2 separate regions of the Pan troglodytes genome follow, and region 1 is linked to region 2. Evidence: chromatin contacts called from public HiChIP or PLAC-seq data. All regions are on one chromosome and are shown on one strand. Each heading gives the region's core, a stretch centred on a gene start, on an enhancer-like site or on the middle of the called end of the contact. The rest is flanking DNA. Distances are from core to core; before and after follow the strand shown. Region 1 holds the start of VWA5B1 (von Willebrand factor A domain containing 5B1). Region 2 holds the start of CAMK2N1 (calcium/calmodulin dependent protein kinase II inhibitor 1).

Region 1 (6,089 bases), core at 1,678-4,177, 200 kb before region 2:
ATCATATCAATGCCTTTCTCAGTAGAGCCCAGACCTGGCCCATGTGTCTACGTCAGGACAAGGCACTCCACAGATTTCTCCCTCTCTGGCCCTGGGCATTGGCACCCAAAGCTTCCTCTACACACTCTTCCTTCCCCAGACAGAGGTCATGACTGCCTCTGTGGCCTGTACTGGCTTCAGTTCAGCCAGGAGCACCACGCCCCCCACAAATGAACAGGTACAAATGGGTACATGCTATAGACAGCAGGAAACCAAGCATTGCAGACATTTCTAGGCTATGCCTAGAAGAAACCACCATGTGGGCCAGGTGACTACATTTCTAGGCTATGCCTTGAAGGCCCAGAGAGGTCAAGAGACTTCCTCCATATTCCACAGCTACCATGTAGTGAGTTTTAAAACCACAAATGTAGTTTTATTGCCACTGGATCATATATAGTAATTCCAAGAAGCATCACCTAAGAGATATTTTTGAGAATCTGTTTCAATAAATAGCTAGGAATTCACTAGCAATAAACCCATCAAGTTTCTATTATCTATTATGGTCATGTGTTATCTATTATCTGCTAGATATCTGGCACCCAGCCATCCCCTGGAGTTATAAAGATAAATCAGATAAGGCCTCCTACCCTTGCAAAGCTCCAAGTTTGGTGGATGAGTGGGTACAGGGCAGGTGGGGAGAGGAGGAGTAAGGGTGCCTCCAAACCAAAGGGCTACAATACCACCAGAGAAGTGCTGTGACAAAGTCATGCTTAATATGCTACAGGAAAGCAAATTAATTGTGCATAAGCCCATCAAATGTTTCTGATATAGAGCCTGTAATAGGTACTTCTAATGGCTTGAAAAGAGTTGTTCTCAAGCTCTTTGTAAACATTTTCCTCGCAAGTGTACTTAGCCTATTAATTTGGACCACCCACCACAGCAGGTTCTGTGAGGCTAAGGAAAATGTCAGTCCTGAGGCATACAAATGGTCCCTGATTGCAAATTGGTCATGTGACTGTTTTATGGATTTAAGGCTGTGTTTGTTTCTGGGTGCCCTCACCTAGTATAAGTTCCTTGGCGGAAGGGATCATGTCTGTGGCTTCCTTTTATGTTCTCCCTTCGGTCTTCAATAATGACTCAAGTGCCTACCACGTGCTAGATTGTAGGTGCCGCCGGGCAGAGAGCAATGAACAAGACAGGCACGGTCCCTGCTGTCATGGAACCTGCATTTGATGCTCAGAGGATCTTGTTGCTGGGTATTAATTTCCATGTATAGCTTTACGACTCCTGAATTTCATCTCCAGCTCAGTGTCATCTGAACTCCAAGCTAATATATTCAACTACAGTCTGTACCTGGATACATGATTTACTATAAACTCATTACATCCTAAAAAAATTTCTAGATTCCCACCAATGCCACCACCCAACTGGTCCTCCCCCTGCCTTGCCTATTTCTGCAAATGGCACCACCACCCATGTAATTACACAAACCCCTAACTGGGGAGGCACCCTTGATTCTTTCCTTTCCCTTTCACCCACACCCAATCCATCCACTGCTCTCCGTCCCCTACCGCTCCCCACCACCACCACCATCTTTGATCTATTACCACAGTAGCGTCTCCATGATCTTCTCCCGGCTTCCCCTACTCTAACCCATTCTCTACCCAGTGGCCAGGATGAGCTCATAAAATGCAACAAAAGCACATTTGCCCTCTTTATATATCCCCCAGTGAACTCTCATGGTGACCCGTCTGTCCCTCCGACCTCTTACTTGCCCCTCTCCTTGGTGTGGGCCACTCTCACTTTGCTCTGGCCCGTTTCATCCCCTTTCTCTTCCTTGGGTTTACGGAGCCCCTTCCTACCCTTTGGAATTATTGCTCCCACTGTCTCTGAATGCTCCTCCCCTGCCCCACCCTTTGAACAGCTGGGAGCTGGGTTCCTCCTCATCTTGCATTTTTCAGCTCGGGTGTCACCTCCTCAAAGAAGCACCCCCCTGACTTCCCAATACAACATAGTAATCCCAGTCCCCCACCCTAGTGACTCTGTAGCAAATGACTCAAGTTATTCCCTTTGCAGCACTTATCAAGACTTTAATGACCTCATTGCTGTGGAGTGTAGGATCCAGATGGTGAAGACAATGTCTATTGGGTTGACCAATCATGGCCCAGTGTCTACACAGAGGAGATGCTCAAATACTGGTTGAATTAAAACAAAACAAATAAAACCCAAACACTTCCCAGGGCTGTTTCGAGGATGGCACGAATCAGCATGTGTAAAACACAGCCCCAGGTACCTGGTAGGTCCTCAATATACTCACACAATGTCCCAGGCAGCCTGAAGATTTCAGGCACTAGAAATGCACTCTCCTTTTCTCCTGGGTGTGGGGCAGAGGGGAGCATGAGAGGCCAGAGGGCAGGAAACACATGGAAGTACTCCTGACCACACTTGAAAGAATCTATTTACCTTTGTTTTCCTCCTTTTTTAAAATTTGTTTTTGCCATGTGTCTATTTTTAAAAAGCTGGAAGAGCACGGTGCAAGATTGATAGCTTCAGAGATTCAGCCCTTTTTTGTCCCTCTAGCAGCCCTCCCTTGCCTTGATCAGCCACCTGTTCTCAGACGCTTGCATCTGCCCAGCCCCTGGCTCTCCCTGCCATCAGTGAGCTGCCTGGGGCCCCTGGCCAGGCCAGGCTGTGTTCCTGCCCCCAGGACAGCTTTGAAGCCAGGAGCTGTCGCTGCTTGTTTGTTTGTACCAAGGCACTATGAATGGCAACAGATCATGAATAAGAAACAGGCACCTGATGACAGAGCAGTCATCTCCAGCCAGCACCGACCTCTGCCAGCAGCCATCTGTACACTCCAAGCAGCCTGCCTCCAGGAGAGACAGCAGGGTGCAGGGCACAGGGTGCTGAAGTTGTAGGGAGAACCCGCGTCAGCTCAGTAAGCAGGGATCAAGCCCCTCTGTGTGCCAGGAACTATGTCTGGGTTCCGGCCCTGGCTCTGCCACTAAGCCAAGAGACAGGTAAGTTCCTTAACTTTTTGGCTTTTCAGTTTTATCGCCTATTAAGTAGGTATAATAATAATTCCAAATGGATACCTTTTATTCTTGATAAAGGTCTTTTCCATTAGTGATTTCATTTGGCTTATACTCAGTTGTTCAACAAATATTTTCTGAGTGCCTACCTGGTGCAGGCGCCAAGCGTGGCATAGCAGAGGAAGTAACCGAAAGAGCTAAGGTATTGGCCTTCATTGAGCTTGCATTGTAGTAGAGGAGAAAGACATTCATCAAGTTGTTAATTGCAGTTGTGATAAGTGCTACACAATCTACAGAGGGACTGGTACTCAGGGCACGAGAACTGGAGATTGGAGGGTGTGACCTTGATGGTCTCCTGGGGAAGTGATGCTTGAGCTGACACCTGAAGAACTAACGGCTTTAATTGAAGGGAGGAGGGAAGAACATTCTGGGTAAAGGAAACAGCTTAGACAAAACCCAGATAGCCCAGAGCCAATGAGGGCCTGAAAGGGATCCAGTGTTTCTGGATGGTGTGGAGTGGATGGAAATGAAGTGGGAGCCATTTGCAGGGACCAGACCTGCAGGCTCTTGTCGGCAGAGGTGAAGAGGAATTGTGTCTTCATCCAAGCACAATGGGAAGACATTGACCACTTTAATCAGCGTGTCTTAAGATTGAATTTGATGCTTTGCAAGGTCCATTCTGGCTGCTGCATAGAGAGCATTTGGGAGGTGTCTGAGGGGAAGCAGGACACGAGAGGCTGTTGCAGTTGTCCCAGAGGGAAATGAGGGCAGGGCTGGAGAAAGCATCACGGTGGCCTGGGCTGCCATTCACCAGTGGGGAGACAGGAACTCCCATCCCCACTCTAAAGATAAGAAAATCAAGCTTCAGAAAGGAAAAATGGTCCCCACAAATAGCCAGTGATGGAACAAGGACTCATGTTTGACCCCCAGGGATCCAGGGGTGGGTGTCATTATTTAGGTGAGTGCCGGGTGGCTCTGAGTAAAGACTGGTCCCCGAAGCCAGGGAGGACCTCTTTCCTAAGGCTTTTGCCACTAAAGGTGATGAGAGCAGGCTCCAGTTTGACTCCTCCCTTCTCAACAAACGCTGAGCCTTCAGCCAAAGCCCAAAGGGGCCAGCAGTGGCCAGAAGGAGACCAAGCTCGAGGACCAGCTACAGACAGGACCTGGAAGGTGCATTTGTGAGCTTTGGTAGCACAGAGACCTGGCACAAACTCTGCCTCTACCACCTTCTGGCTATGTGCCCTGTGAGCTTGCCTGTGGCTTCCTGGCATCCAACCTAAGCTACATAGCATTACACCTAGGGCATAAGCCTTTGTAACCTAGGCTGGATACACTGAGGTTGTTAGGACCCCTTTGACAGATTCTCAGCTGTCCTGTCTCTCCAAGGCTGTCCTCTGGTGGGACAGACTCAACGTCATGGCTAAAAGGGGGTTTATCCTCCCTGTACTGGGGCATTAAGGCATAGGCACTGGCGTGGTCAGTGAGGAGGATTATTTTCTCAGTGCTTTGTTTTAACATAACACCATAAGGTGATAATAAAACGAAAACTGACTTTGAGTTGAATTGTTTTTAAATTCCCTACAGAAAATGCAACTCTTATTGCCTGGACCTAGAGCAGATGGCTTCCACCACCCGGCCCCATGGCATGCCATGATCTCTCTCCCACCTTCTTCCCGCCTATGTCAGGTGCCAAGGCTTCCCCACTCCCTGCCACTGCCACCTTCTCTGGGGAGGAGAGGAGTAGCTTGCCATGATTCTTTGGGGGTACTGAGGTAATAGGGTCATATGTTCTTTCATTTGCTGATTCAACAAATAATTATGAAGCCCCTCTGTGTGTCAAGATCAGCAATAGATGTCGTGAATACAGGTGTACATGAGACATGATGCTGCCTCTGAGGTCTCATTTACTTCTTCATCCAGTATTATATTAATTGAGCACCTACTGTGTGTGGGGCCCTGTGCTGGGCATGGGACACTGTGGCCCCCTACGTCAGGTAATCTAACAGGATGGTTCTGCTTCCTGGAGGAGATACTTCAGCTCTCCTTTGCAGGGCAGGTAGAAGAGAGCCAAGAGGGGAAGTGGCAGGGTGTCTTCTAGATGGAGGAATCGACATGGGTAAAATCTCAGAGGTGTGAGACAACTCCAAGTCCAGGAAACCTCAAGTAGTTCTATGTGGTTGGAGTGAAGAGTCCATAGGAGCAGGGCCAGACATCAATACAGATCATAAAAGGCCTTGAATGTTATGCTAACAAGTGGGACTTTTTATGGAAGGCCATGGGAGAGTCAATGAAGGGCTTCAGGGCAGGTTGAGAAAAGGGATTAACAGATGGGTACAAGTATCATCAGATATTACAAAGATCTGGCTACAGCGTGGGGAATGGACTGGAATCCATGAGACTAGAGACAGAGAGACCAGGTAGGAAGCTGTTAGGAGGCTGGAACTGATGCCAGGGGAATGGAGAGGAGGACTTACCCAAAAGACATCAGGAAGCTGAAATCTACAAGAGGTGGTTGATATGGTTTGGCTGTGTACCCACCCAAATCTCATCTTGAATTCCCATATGTTGTGGGAGGGACCCAGTGGGAGGTACTTGAATCACAGGGGCAGGTCTTTCTCATGCTGTTCTCGTGGATAGTGAGTAAGTCTCATGAGATCTGATGGTTCCTATAAGGGGGAGTTTTCCTGCACACACTCTTTTTTGCTTGCTGCCATCCATGTAAGACATGACTTGCTCCTCCTTGCCTTCTTCCATGATCCTGAGGCTTCCCCAGCCACGTGGAACTGTAAGTCCAATTAAACCTCTTTCTTTTGTAAATTTCCCAGTCTTGAGTATGTCTTTATCAACAGGATGAAAATGGACTAATACAGTGGTGTATCAGTTAGCTATAGCCAGAAAATGCTGCATAGCAAACCACTCCAAACTCAGTGACTTAAAGCAGCAATAATTTATGGTCACATATCTCTAGATAAGCTAAGAATTGGTTGATCCTGGCTGGGCTCTGCTGGACAGCTCTGCTGAGCTGTGCTCGACTTGCTTCTGCATCTGCAGTTGGCTGATTTCAGCTGGGCTTGATTG
Region 2 (5,689 bases), core at 279-2,778:
CAGGCCTGGCAAACCCCCTCCCAAGCCAAGTAACAATGAAAAGCCCGTGCGACCCGAACACCCTAGCCTTCCCCGCAGGAATGGGATCCTCCCCACGCAGGTCCCCACGCCGTCCCCTGGGGGTCCCTGGGACCCCCTCCCCACAGGGTTGTGGAGCGAGTGCAGCTGTGACTACACTGCGCAAAAGGCGGGGGTGGGGGGCGCAAATCAAAAAGCAAACTTTGCCGCAGGTGGAGACCCCCAGCTGCTGCTAGAAGCCGCCACGCCCCCGGGGTGACCCAGCCGGGGATCCGGCTTAGGGGGACGCGTTCCTGCGACCCGCTTCAGCCGGACCCGCAGTGCGGGATCCCCCAATTCTGCAAGAAGGGATTCCGTCGGGTCTGAACGAGCTCCAGCGGGTGGGAGACCTCCGCAACCCTTGTTCAGGCCGCGGCGCGGGAAAAAGGGGGTGTCAGACAAGGGGGCCGCGAACTCACCCCGCTTGCTCCGGCCGATCTGGCCCAGCTTGGGCGGCCGCTTGTTCTGCCCGGCGCCGAAGAAGTTGTTGGTGTCCTGCAGGCGGCAGGAGAAGATCTGGCCCACGTCGCCGCCGTCGCCGTAGGGGCTCAGCTTCTCGTCGCCGTAGGGCAGCACCTCCGACATGGTCGCGTCCGGGGGCTCCGCCGCGGCGCCTCCTCCGCCCGCGTCCCCGCCCGCGGCGGACAGGGTCAGCGGCGCTGGGGCCGGGGGCGGCCGGCCGGGGACGGCCCGCGGGCTGCTGCGGCGGTGGCGCCGGCGAGAGGCCGGGGGACGCCGCTAGGGCAAGAGCGCAGCACTCGCGCGAGCGGCCCGGAGAGCGCCCGCGGCTGCGCTGCGCTGCGCTCCGGCTCCGCGCGCGAGTGGCTGCTGCTCCGCCAGAGGCGAGCAGGACTCACATCCTCGGCGCGCTGGGGCTCTGGGCGGGGGCCGGGCCGGGCGGGGCCGCGAGCCGGGAGGGAGGAGACGTCCCTGCGAGCCCGGAGGGCGCGGGACCGAGGAGGGCGCACCCCGGGAGCCGGGCGGGCCGGTCCTGCGGCGAGTGCGGGCGGCGGCGCCGGTTCGGGGAGGCAGACTGGGAGCTGCGAGCGGCGGGGCTGCGAGGGGCGGAGGGGGAGGGGAGGGAGAGAGGAGGGAGGGCACCGGGGAGGAAACCCGGAGGGAGGGTGGGGGAGAGAAACCGAGAGGGAGACGGGGCTGAAAAACAGGGACTGAAAGACAGGGAGGCAGGGGAGACGGTGGAAGGAGACAGAGGAGAGGGGGAGAGGAAGGAGAGGAGGAGAAAGAAGAAAAGGTGGGGGGGGGGGACGAGCTAGAACGGAGAGACAGGGGAAAGATGAGAGGAGGAGGGAAAGGATCGGGAGGGAGAGGAAGAGGGTCGGAGAGGGAAGGAAGGGAGAAAGACAGAGGGGGGAGAGGGAGGCAGGGATAGAGGAGGCAGCGAGCTGCGAGGAGAAATGCCGGCCGCGGCGCCGAGGCGAGGCGCGGGGAGGAGGGCGGGAGGAGGCGGGGAGGAGGGGACCCGCGGGCCTCGGGGAGAGATCCCTGCGAGCGGAGCGACGTCACGGGGCCGCGCCGGCCGGCCCGGGCCGCCGCTAGCTTCCTGCCCCCGCCCCCAGCCCCCGCCGTCCCGCTCACGGGTGTTTACGGGGCCCGGAGCTGGTGCGCGCCCGCCCCGCAGCCGGCTCTGCCTCCCGAGGGGACCTCGGGGGGAGTGGGGGTTCCGGGAGCTGGAGAGGGAGCGGACAGACGACGCACACGCGGGGAAGGGCGGAAGCATGCTGACCTCTCTGGGGGGCAGATGCTGCGGGGCAAAGATCGGAGGGCTCCAGGGCGACCCGCGGACACAGCCTCCCCCGCCATCTGCAAACCGGGGAGCCCTTCCTCCCCACCACACTTGCTCCCCAATTCAGACCCTGAGGGCCCAGCCACTGGGGCCTCACACTCTCCTCCCGCCCCGGCTCAGTCCGACCTGGAAGGCCTCACTCCCCCCCGCCCCCGCCCAACTGCGCTGGACTCCGGCTCCCGCAGGGCCTCCAGGAGGGGGAGGGGGAGAGGGAAGGGGCAGCCCCGCCTCCCGCAGGAGAAGGGAGCGCCTCATTACGCCGGGCTCGCCCGGGATGCCTGGCTCCCGGCGTCCGCTGCCTCCGCTGGGGACGTCCCGGGTCTGCCGCCCTCTGCCCTCGGGGGCCTCCCTTCCAGCAACAGCCGTGCGCCCTGTGGAGAGACTATGGCCTCTGAGATGAGGAGCGGGCTCCTCGATGCCGGGAGGGAGACTGGGGCAGCCCCAGAGGCCTGGGAGGCGCATCTGCCAAGCAGATGGTAACTCCGAGGGGGCAAGGTGCATGAGGAGCGCTCATTATCCTCGCCGGAGCCAACAGCACCTGCCCTCCGCTGGAGACCGTCTTTGCTTAGTAGAGCCGGCCTGACCACAGGGAGGGGCAACCACCCCAAGGTCATGCCAGCTGCTGGAGGCAGGGCTAGGAAACACATCCAGGTGGCCCAGGTGAGTCTCACCTGGCTCATCCTGCTGCCCTGCAAGGGGTCCCATCAACAGTGAAAGGAGCTCTCCCCTCCTATCTAGAACTCTGGCGGGTGGGAGCTGGAGGCAGAAGGGGAAGGTTTTTTCCTGGTATAACATCTGGTGGAGGGGGGAGTCAGTCCAGCCCCCTCTCCAAACGGTGTAAAAGGATTGGCTGGCCTCGGGAAGCCAGATTCCATGGGGGGAGGAGGAAGGGAGCAGAGAAAAGGGAGACTGAAGCAATGTGGCAGGTGGAATAAGCATGTCCCTTGGATTTAGGTCTGGGTTTGAATCCCAACCCCGTGGTTTGCTGACTGTGTGACCCTGGGTGGGTCATCTCTCCTCTCTGAGCTTCCATGGTCTCAGCTGTCAAATGGGTATATGGCTAGCCACTACCTGTGTACCCTGCAGGACAGTTATGAAAACAAAAATAAAATCAGGCTCTGATGCCTGGCTGAGAGTGGATGTGCAATAGACATTTGAGAGATGACTTAATGAGTGAGAAAGAACGGTAGCACTTCATTTGTTTCCATTTCAGGACCACATGAGCTGGGAGAATCCTTAGAGATGAGCTGGGCCTATCCCTCATTTCCATATGGGGAAACAGAAGTCCAGAGGACCAGGGGCTAGCCCCAAATCCCACAGCTTGTCGATGGCAGAAGCCTCAGGTCCCCGGACTGACCTTGTTCCTCTCCACAAGCCACCTGGCTCACTCATTAGGACTTTCCCGAGTGCCTGCTTTGAGGTTAGCGCCAAGGCCAAGTGCTAAGAGAGAAAACAAGAGCGTAACAAGCAGGATGATAAAGTTCCAAGAAGCGCTGACATTTGTCTCCTTTCTTATTTTCCCCCAACGCATTTTCACATCTATTGTTGACCTTGCTTCTCAAAATAAATACCTTTTGAGGTAGAAAGAGGAGACGTTGCATCCCTGTTTAACTGATGTAGCAGAAAGAGGGTAAGTGACTTGCCCAAGATCACAGCCTAGTGATAGAGCCAGGAGAAGCCACTGTGGCCAGCCCTGATTCCGTAGAGGACTCCCTGCAATGGTGACAGCATACAGGGCTGGGACCACCCCATTCATCTCACATCCGCCTGGCTCCTTCCTTGCTGCTGAGAGGCACAAAGCAATTTACACGCTGAGCACCTACGACAATTTACACGCTGAGCACTGCACAGAAGGTAAGCAGAAAGACCCAGCGAGGGCTGACGAATCCCTGCACACACAGCAAGTGAGAGCAAGAATAGAAGTCCAATTTCCACCCCATCTGTTTTTATGTTTACCTTGCCTTGTTCCAAATAAGGTTAAAGGTGACAGCATCCCATGTTCCCAACTCAGTACCTACCACCTTCAGGAAACACACGCGCCTCCCAGCACGTGGTGCTTGACAGCTTGAAAAGCATCTCCATGACTATTCGCTCATTAATCGCTAAGCTTCGGAAGTGGAGGGGACTGGGACTGTCAGGCCCATTTCACAGACAAGGTGCCTGAAGGTGGGGTGATGTCCCCCGGGTCACGCAGAAGTTCTGCAAGGGCAATTGCTAATCAGTATGGCTTTCCTCCACCTCCATTCCTCCCACTTGTCTTTATCACAAAGGCCTCACTCAGTCCTCCGTTCCTTCCAGCATTTGGTGGGGGCATCTCTTCATCTTGAAGTCAACACATGTGCTGGGACTCCATTCCTGCCTGTTTACACTCATTCCCCAAAACCAAGAGGCTGGCTCTGAACCAGAGGCCCAGAGCTGTGTTGAAGAGGCCAGACCCAGGTGAAGGAACCTAATAAGGCAGGAATGAAGGCTTCCCTCCCCACCTCCCCACAAGGAAGCCTGGCAGTACATGGTCTGGGGCCGTAGTCTAGGATGAAGAGCCCACTGGGGCAGTCAAGCTCAAAGCCCTGGTTGGGCGTGGTGGCTCACACCTATAATCCCAGTACTTTGGGAGGCTGAGACAGTCGGATTGCTTGAGTGTAGGAGTTCGAGACCAGCCTGGGCAATATAGTGAGACCCTCATCTCTACAAAAAATTTAAAAAGGAATCGGGCATGGTGGGGCACACTTGTGATCCCAGCTACTCGGGAGGCTGATCAGGGAGGATTGTTTGAGCCAGGGAAATTGAAGCTGCAGTGAGCCATGATTGCACCACTGCATTCCAGCATGGACAACAGAGCGAGACGCCATCTCAAAAAAAAAAGTTCAAAGCCCTGCTCGGTCATTTCCTAGGTCTGTGATCCTTTCACTCTCTGTGCCTAAGTTTTTTCATCTGTCAAACTGGCATAAGAATCATTATTACTTGGTGGTTCATTGTGGGGAGGAGATCATACACACACCACGCCTAGCACAGAGTCAGTCCTCAATAAAAGTGGTTGTTATTATTTGCTATAGGCTTTCTTTGTGGCTTTGAAAAAGCTGCCTCTGACTCTACATCATCCAGTGGGAAACCTGGAGAAGATCACATCTTTTCAGCGGCAAAACCAGTTTTCCCAAATCCAAAGTAGATAAAACCTGCTTGAAGCAAAGGTGGGGGTCCCAGGACCTTACTCCAGCTTCCCCCTGAAACTTCATCTGAAACTCCTTCACCAAACCCCAGGACTCTAGAAATAAGAACCACAGGACCAGGCCATCTCCATGGACCCTTTCAGCACAGACATTCCAGGATCAAAAATATGTATTTGATAGCCCAGACTGTGCACCAAGCCCCACACTCAAGCTGGTGGGATAAGAAAGGGGAAGGTCAGCCCAGCAGGGCCCAGCACAGAAGGGAGGCTCAGCACACATCAGTTTCCGCTTGATCTCGTCTCCTCCCTCCAATCCAGATGGGGAAACTGAGGCACAGGCAGCGGCATCAGACAGTGATGGCAAGACGTAGAGAACGTGGCTGTGGGACAGCCTAGCCCAGGCCTCTGTGCCTGCCTTCTGGGCTCCGTTCCTTCACCTGGGCATTGGATGGCAGGCCAAGCCCAGGCTCCCGTAGAGATGGGGTGCTGGGAATGCTGAGGTTTGCCAGGGCCGGCTCAGACCCTAAACTGTCAGCAGGAAAGGCCAGGGGGTGATGCCCTCTCAATAGCCAGCTGGTCACCTCAGGAGAGGCTAAGTGGCCATCCAGCAGGGAATCACCACTCTGAGCCAGAGTTGGATAAAAACCCAAGTCCCCACCACC

What was found. HiChIP or PLAC-seq counts read pairs in DNA pulled down with a chosen protein or histone mark.
Region 1: a contact with region 2 is called in an H3K4me3 HiChIP or PLAC-seq map of stem cell-derived excitatory neurons, with 5 times the contacts expected there. The contact joins the promoter of VWA5B1 here to the promoter of CAMK2N1 in region 2. A contact is called at or near these places in 1 of 7 Hi-C or Micro-C datasets (stem cell-derived neural progenitor cells) and 1 of 1 datasets of contacts at active chromatin or transcription factors (stem cell-derived excitatory neurons).

Annotation. Positions count from the first base shown.
Region 1 is chr1:210,914,834-210,920,922 of NHGRI_mPanTro3-v2.0_pri, reverse strand. It overlaps VWA5B1 (von Willebrand factor A domain containing 5B1), which reads left to right and starts at 2,927. Exons shown (of 22, transcript XM_054680262.2): 1 at 2,927-2,999.
Region 2 is chr1:210,711,101-210,716,789 of NHGRI_mPanTro3-v2.0_pri, reverse strand. CAMK2N1 (calcium/calmodulin dependent protein kinase II inhibitor 1) reads right to left here and starts at 1,528. Exons shown (of 2, transcript XM_001160942.7): 1 at 477-1,528. The coding sequence starts at 642.